2 separate regions of the Mus musculus genome follow, and region 1 is linked to region 2. The links are chromatin contacts, called in public Hi-C maps. All regions are on one chromosome and are shown on one strand. Each heading gives the region's core, a stretch centred on a gene start, on an enhancer-like site or on the middle of the called end of the contact. The rest is flanking DNA. Distances are from core to core; before and after follow the strand shown. Region 1 has its middle 170 kb from the start of Eya1. Region 2 overlaps Gm39596 (a long non-coding RNA gene).

Evidence for each region. Hi-C and Micro-C count contacts between places; a contact is called where the count stands out from the background.
Region 1: a Hi-C map of the G1E-ER4 cell line shows a contact between it and region 2, with 2.4 times the contacts expected there. The contact joins two enhancer-like sites. A contact is called at or near these places in 1 of 484 Hi-C or Micro-C datasets (the G1E-ER4 cell line) and 1 of 115 datasets of contacts at active chromatin or transcription factors (embryonic stem cells).

Annotation. Positions count from the first base shown.
Region 1 is chr1:14,482,313-14,486,627 of GRCm38.p6, reverse strand. No RefSeq gene overlaps it. Among named protein-coding and RNA genes, the nearest start is that of Eya1, 170 kb to the right of the region's middle. Within about 2 kb of position 1,872, at least 61 of the 459 cell types and tissues checked have an H3K27ac peak or open chromatin away from gene starts, as enhancers often do. A contact at or near this core is called in the G1E-ER4 cell line, where this site is marked.
Region 2 is chr1:14,118,983-14,123,118 of GRCm38.p6, reverse strand. The region is part of intron 3 of Gm39596 (a long non-coding RNA gene); the gene reads right to left. Among named protein-coding and RNA genes, the nearest start is that of Gm39596, 79 kb to the right of the region's middle. Within about 2 kb of position 1,833, at least 4 of the 459 cell types and tissues checked have an H3K27ac peak or open chromatin away from gene starts, as enhancers often do. A contact at or near this core is called in the G1E-ER4 cell line, where this site is marked.

The DNA.
Region 1 (4,315 bases), core at 623-3,122, 360 kb before region 2:
GATGTAGCTTTTACCCTAAGCAGGAAACAGGCATCACTAATCTATTTAGTTATTTATTTCATTTAAACTCCTACTAGGAATCAGTGCTGTTTCATTTTATTATATGAAAGTACTTGCATAATTTACATAGTATCAAGGAAAAGTAAAATCACTAGCAGCTTAATGTTAATGTTAAATTTAATGTTAAATTAAATGACATGTTGGGGAGTCTGACAAGTTTAACAACTTTTGTAGAGATGTGTGCTTGGTGACTATATTTTGTATTTTGCCAATCCTAATCTAAGAATGAAATTACGATTCAAAATTAAAATAATTACGATGTAAAAAAAGCATAAGGGTTCATAGGTATGCATTGGCTTTCAACAAAAGTAGCATGTTGTCTAAATTTTGAATGTGTATGTTCATGGTACTGTGCTACATAAGGACATTCCATACAACTACATATTATACAACAAATATATTGGCCCCTGTATCCTTAACCTTCTTTTCTCCCTCCTCTTGTTTGTCCCCTTCAGAGCAAAATAACATGTCTAGTGGGCAATGTAATTACATGTTATTTTGTTCTCTCTCTCCAAGGCCTCCCACTCCCCGAACATGAAGCAGTTTTGCTTTTGACCAGCAGTTGACTAATACAGAGGCACAAAAGCAGACAGAGCCACTTATCAAAGACAAATGCCATGTGTTATTGATTGGAGAGGCCTTTCCTGGCAATTTGGCTCCTGTGTGCTCAATCAGGAATGAGCATCTTTTCTTCAGAGGCTCCTGTGTAGGGCTTCGGGTAGGCTGCCTTCTTTCTGCTCTCAGGCTCCCTTTCCCTTAAAGAAACAGCTTCAGGATAGAAAGAAGAACCAGAACTTGGCTGAAAGTGTTGGCATTGCTTAAGACAAAAGAGTAGATGGAGTTTCGGAACTAAGAGTGTTCGTCGCTGCAAGAAGGGAACCAATATCAAGAGTGTTCATACTTGCAAGCAGGGTTGACATCTCCCTTCCTCCTCTTTCTTACTGCAAGCCAACTGTATTTGAAACAAATAACAAAGCACACTGTACTCCTGTACATGTGCTGTGTACATGTATCTCTTGCTCCATGTGCTGACAGAGACAATCTTCACAGCCAGGTCGTGACAAATGAGCAGATCCTTATGGCTGTCACCCTGTCACTAAGCACATCTCCCCTCTCCTTGGCAACCTTCTGTTCCTGTTTTGTTCAAAACATTCCAGTGACCCCACAGATACACATTGTTCATGGGGCTTCCCTTCCAATCAAGTCTGCCTGTTGCTTCAAAAACACATGTATTTTGAATCCTTCCTTCCACCAAAGTACCTTGTTTCTGTTTTCCTTTACTATTGTACCTGCAAGATTCCTCAAGGTGGTGTCATTAGTGGGCAGGTTGTCCTTTTTACCTATGGGGAGTGTACACTGCATATATCTTTTGAAAAACATTAAATATATTTATAAAGTATTTCTTTGAGAACTTTGATTGTTGCATCAGTAAAACCAAGAGAATGAAAGGTACACCACATGACTAATCCTCTTTGTAGCATTATTGCTATTCAGCTGTCTTCCACTCTTAGCCCTTTGCTCCCAGGATTATACTTAGGAGTGGGCACTTTGGAGGTATGCTTATTGTTTCTAGAATGATTCTTTCCTTGCTACCTAAATATCTCCAGGAAAGGAATCAAACCATTGGTTTTTCTCATTATACACTTTTTAAAAGAAGCCTTTTGAATGGGTTTATATACACAGCTAGGCATCAAAGCATATGCATTATGCTCAGCATATCCAGTTATCATTCACTGTAAGCTTGTGAAGTCCTGTGACTCAGCACATCCAGTTATCACTCACTATAAGCTGGTGAAGTCCTGTGACTCAGCACACCCAGTTATCACTCACTATAAGCTGGGGAAGTTCTATGACTCAGCACACCCAGTTATCACTCACTATAAGCTTGTGACGCTCCTGTGACTCATATCGCCTTGGTTCTTTGTCTGTGGGTACAGAACTGTGATGAGGAGGAAAGAGATGATGGCACTCTGTATGTCTCCCAATTATTCCAGAGATCTGGGCTGGGCATAGAGTGGACAGAAGTGTAATCACAATAGCTAGTCTTTTAACGCACCCCCTCCCCCAACAGCTAGAAAGCTTAGCCAGTCCCTCTGGACTGAGAGATGTGTCCTTGTAATTTTCAGTGGGTATGATTGCGTTTGAGATGATTCTAAACCGCCAGTGGCTACACCACTGAAGAAAATCTCTCTGCCTGCCCTAACAGCCATGACTGCCTATAGATCCCCGGGTTCTGATAGGGCCTCCCTCATGAGCCCCTCCCACCTCCATGGTCTGGTAAGTAGTTCCACAGCACTCCACCCCTTCCTGTGCCTGGGGGTAGGTTTCTCAGCAGCTGTATAACAGAAGTGCTAGTATCTCTTTCTCTTTTTTTCCTTAGGTCAAATCATAAGTTTGCAGTTCAAATGGAATCATGATTCAAAAAGTGTTTTGAAAACATTTTAAAATATAATATAATTTGAATGTACTTTTTACTGGCAACATCTCTAAAAAGGGCTGGAGTGGTACCTTAATAGCTAAGAGCAATGGCTGCTGTTTAGAGGAATCAGCTTTGAATCCAAGGACCCCCATGGTAGCTCACAAACATCTATGACTCCACTCTCAGGGTCCCATTGCCCCATCTCCTTCTGGCCTCCATGTGTACCAGCCACGCACACAATGCAAAGACATACATGTAGACAAAAATACCCACATTACATAAAGTGAAATAAATTTAAAAATTTAAAATTTCTAAAAAAATATTGGCCAGCATAAGATATCACAGCATATGTGTTGGTAGCTGACAGGGAGGGTTAAAACTGAGGCATTTCATTACAAAGTTCAGGTGACTTTCTCTAATCTAGAAAGTTTCAGAGGATTATCTTCTAGATCTCTTAAGAATAATGGTACTTTAGGATGCTATTATAATTCTTGAAACTCAAACTTGGCTCCTTTAAGTTAAAGTAAATTTGCATTGCTAATGACCGTTTTTATTTGGTTATTAAATTTCTCAGTTAAAAAAAATCATTAAATTGAGCGTGTATAAATCTTATTTTTGTATTGGGAGATTCTAGAAATAAAAGGTAACTTTGAAATAAAATGGAAAAATTCAATAATAATCTTATTAATAGAAACAAGCCCAGCCTGTAACTGCTTTCACTAGAAGTTATAATATAAATACCATCCACATTAAAAGCCAAACTAGGGGGGCTGGAGAGATTGCTCGGTGGTTAAGAACACTGAGTGCTCTTATAGAGGTACTGAGTTCAAATCCCAACAACAACATGGTGGCTCACAACCATCTCTATGGGATTCAATGCCCTCTTTTGGTGTCTCTGAAGAGAGACAGTGTACTACTACTACTACTACTACTACTACTACTACTATAAAAACAGGCAAACTCTGCAGTTATGGCTATGACATAGGTTTTATTTGAACAACTTAGGACACTGTGGCTACATTATGAGAGCCCAGACTGGTAGATAGCCATTGTTGGACTAGCTGGGCATAAGCCTGTGAGCCACTCTAATAAATCATGTATATATACAACTCTGTATGTGTGTGTGTCTGTGTGTGTGTGTCTGTGTGTATGTATATGTGTATATATACTGTATTAGGTCTATCCCTCTAGAGAACCCTGACAAATACAGGATATTAGCCTTTGATGTGTGTCTTCATGGAAAATCTAATAATGAACACATGTAACTGTTTTCTAGCATTTAAGGAATTTTCAGTATCCATTAGCTGTAGGTTGTTGCCTTAGCACCGTGGATTTCTTCTTTCACTCTGTCTGTCTGAGAGTGTAGGACTGTATGCTTTTAGCACCAGCTAGTCTCACTGATCCAGATACACTGAGTCCTTCTAAACAAATGCCAGCTTGAACATAGGAAGGTAGGACATGGTAAAGACAGCAAGGATTATTAACTATGTGCCGGGATTGGAAATTTAGCTCAGAAGGCAAGCACAGAGTGTTGGTTCATTCCCTTATATTGAGATGAAGAATGGATTTAACTGAGTAGTGTGTAAAGGATTTACCTATGGGATATTTCAATAAATAACTTCAAGAACTCTATCTCTGAGCTTCCATTTTGTTTTTAGAAAAATATCTTGGTTGGGAGGCGGCCTCAGCATCAGCAGCAGCGGTCGCCATCTTGGTTCCGGGACTCAGCAGAACTTAGGAAATTAGTCTGAACAGGTCAGAGGGTGCGCCAGAGAACCGGACAGCTTCTGGGACGGGCAGAAGCACAGAGCCGCTGAGGCAGCACTCTTGGCGGGC
Region 2 (4,136 bases), core at 584-3,083:
TGGGGAGCAGGGGGAGGAGGGAGAGGATAGGGGGAGAGTGTTTTTTGAAGGGAAAACCAGGAAAGGGGATAACATTTGAAATGTAAATAAAGAAAATACCCATTTTTTTAAAAGTACTTGGGTTAAAGAATGAGTTCAGGATCAGCCAGTGCAAATTACTAAGACAGTATATCAAAAATACAAACTGAAAATTGAACTGAGATGTAACTGAGTGGAAGAGTGCTTAACTAATACTTATGAGGTACTGTGTCTAATTCCTGGTATTACCAAAAAATTACTTCAGTCATGTGAAGTACTTTAAGATTAAATACGTTGCCAAGTGTGGTGCCATATGCCTGCAATTCCTGGACAAGAGAGGTAAAGGCAGGAAGATTAGGAGTTCAAGATCAACCTCAGCTTCCACGCTCGGTGTTTGAGATCAGCCCAAGCCATATGGAGCTTTGTGTAAAAATTAAGCATTTAATTATCATAGTAGCAAATGTAATTTAATGTAATATTTTGGCACTATATATACAAATTCTGTTCTCTTATAAGATTTATAGAAAATTAATGTAGCATACACTATATTAATTTGCAATTGGCATAAAATTAAAATATTTTTGACATAAAGAGAATTTTCTTCCTAGATCTTTGTAATAAAAAAAAAAAGGTTTGAGGAAACATTTTCATTTCTGAAGAGAATGAGAAAATAATCCCAAATCTCAGGTTATCAATAAATCTCTTTCTTGGTTTGTTAAAAAAAACAACAAAGAAAAACAACAAACAAACAACCAAAAACAGGAACTCTGACTTCTCCTGCCCTGGTATTGTTTACAGAATTCACATATTTAAGCAATGGGGAAGAGTGTAGAGTGGCTTGCTGGGACAGATATTCAAATGTCTACTATTTTTCTTAAGATGATTTTAATCCATTCTTCTGACCACAAGCTCCTGGAAGAGGAATAGTATGGGCTCCATTAGCCATTGCGCAGGACTATTTTTCTAACTGGTCCATTGTTGATGGTTAATCTTCATTACAAACTTGACTGGATTAAGGAATGCCTAGGCAATTGGCCAAGTATACCTGTGGCTGTGACTGTGATGGCATTTCAAGAGACCATGAGACAGATCTTACTTCATCAATGGATTATCCCCTTAATGGATTCATAATAGTATGGCTTTGTGACAAAGTGATGGAAAGACAGGAGGTCACACTAGGTTGAAGGACTAGGTCACCAGAGAAGTATCTTTACAGCTTGTGGTGGTTTGAATATACTTTGTCCAGGGAGTAACATTATTAGGAGTTGTGACCTTGTCGGAGTAGGTGTAGCCTTGTTGGTAGAAGTATGTAACCATGGAGGTGGGCTCTTCTCCATGCTACCTTCTTATCAAGATGTGGAATTCTCAGCTCTTTCTCCAGTACCATGTCTACCTGGATGCTGCCATGCTTCTTGTCTTGATAATGGAGTGAACCTCTGAATCTGTAGGCCAGCACCACTTAAATATTTTCCTTTGTTTGCCTTGGTCAGTGTCTCTTCATAGCAATGGAGAGCCTCACTAAGATACAGCTGTACCTTGGCCTCTTCCTGTACCCTTCCCTCTATTAACTATCCACTAGGAAATGAATCAGCAAACCCTACACACTCTGACTTCCTTGATATCTTGTCCAAGTGCATCAGACCAAGGGACTCTGAAGACAGGAACCAGACTACATTGTCCCAACCTCAACTTATTCTGTCAAGTCTTTTGTCACAGCTATGGAACAAGTGACTAATGTGTATAGCCAGAACAGACATCTTTCTCTTCTTCTCACAAAGGTTCTTTTGAGCAATGTGTGGTTATGCTTTGCATCCCATGCCCCTCAAAGCCGACAGCAGCTTCTCTTTTCCCAGTGTTGTGTCAATGCCGTTGTTCACATGCTTCAGAGCATGGTCCTTTAAACAGGGCTGCCTCATCTCCACTGACTCTTGCATCATCTTGTGAGCACATTTTCCCAGGAATCTAGTAGACACCATAGCCCCCATCATTACTTCATTTTGTGGTTCTAAATAGCAGCACCCCAAAGGAGCAATTTAGAAATTAGTAGCTGTGGCTTTAAGGGTCTCACAATAATTAGGTACATTACAGGCCTTGGTGAAAAGAGTGACAGATACTTGTCCTCTGTGGTGTCTGGGGCAGTACTGCGCAGTGGATAATTGCCTCTAACCCTGCATAATATTCAGATGTCTGGCTTAATTTCATGGAGAAGAAAAACTTACACACAATTATAAAAAAAATGTACCAATTCCCTACTATGTGCTAAGTGTTCTTTCGGGGACTCAGGATAAGTAGCATTCTCTGATATAAGCATACTTATATTCTCTTATAAAAGCATACTTAATTCCATGAGCGTGGAATGTAACTTGATTTTAACAGACAGTGCTTTTGTACTGTCTGAATACCCAGTGTTTTCCTGAAATGCAACCACCATGAAAATCAAGGGAATATGGAGATTTTTATTCTGAGAGGTTCCAAGAACTGCTCACTCTATCAGGAAACCACATCACTAATTGTATCAGTCCTATAACGGCCACACCACTAGTGCAGTGTGTCTATCTCATCCTTATTGATAGCTGTTACATCGGCGGGGCCCCATGGACTAGTCACATGTTTTCCACTTTCATGTTCTTATCGAAACATGCCGTGTCTATGCAGTTATATTCAGAAACAGGTACTGTAAACATCTGTCAGCTCCAGCTGCTTTTCAGTATGATTTTTATTCTATGTTTTTATTTTCTAGTATGTGTGAGGCAGGCTGTATTATACATGAATCTCATTTTAAGATGGAGAGTGGATATAAAATTGTTTTTTCAAATAAAGAGGGCTTCTTTTATCTGAGAAATTACAGACCAATTGCTTAATTAAATATCTGATTAGCGAGTCTTCAGTAATGATCCTCCCCAATAGTGTAGTAAAGTCTGAAGAAAGCAGTAACTGTTTCTAATTCCCCACTTTATAAACTTAGGGTCATGCAGATTAGTGAATTTGAGGAGCACTCTCTCTGGGAACCGAAAAAAGTCTTTTTTTTTTTTTTTTTAATTAGGTATTTAGCTCATTTACATTTCCAATGCTATACCAAAAGTCCCCCTTACCCACCCACCCCCACTCCCCTACCCACCCACTCCCCCCCTTTGGCCCTGGCGTTCCCCTGTACCGGGGCACACAAAGTCTGCGTGTCCAATGGGCCTCTCTTTCCAGTGATGGCCGACTAGGCCATCTTTTGATACATATGCAGCTAGAGTCAAGAGCTCAGGGGTACTGGTTAGTTCATAATGTTGTTCCACCTATAGGGTTGAAGATCCCTTTAGCTCCTTGGGTACTTTCTCTAGCTCCTCCATTGGGAGCCCTGTGATCCATCCATTAGCTGACTGTGAGCATCCACTTCTGTGTTTGCTAGGCCCCGGCATAGTCTCACAAGAGACAGCTACATCTGGGTCCTTTCAGTAAAATCTTGCTAGTGTATGCAATGGTGTCAGCATTTGGAAGCTGATTATGGGGTGGATCCCTGGATATGGCAGTCTCTACATGGTCCATCCTTTCATCTCAGCTCCAAACTTTGTTTCTGTAACTCCTTCCATGGGTGTTTTGTTCCCACTTCTAAGGAGGGGCATAGTGTCCACACTTCAGTCTTCATTTTTCTTGAGTTTCATGTGTTTAGGAAATTGTATCTTATATTGTGGGTATCCTAGGTTTTGGGCTAGTATCCACTTATCAGTGAGTACATATTGTGTGAGTTCCTTTGTGATTGTGTTACCTCACTCAGGATGATGCTCTCCAGGTCCATCCATTTGGCTAGGAATTTCATAAATTCATTCTTTTTAATAGCTGAGTAGTACTCCATTGTGTAGATGTACCACATTTTCTGTATCCATTCCTCTGTTGAGGGGCATCTGGGTTCTTTCCAGTTTCTGGCTATTATAAATAAGGCTGCTATGAATATAGTGGAGCATGTGTCCTTCTTACCAGTTGGGGCTTCTTCTGGATATATGCCCAGGAGAGGTATTGCTGGATCCTCCGGTAGTACTATGTCCAATTTTCTGAGGAACCGCCAGACTGATTTCCAGAGTGGTTGTACAAGCCTGCAATCCCACCAACAATGGAGGAGTGTTCCTCTTTCT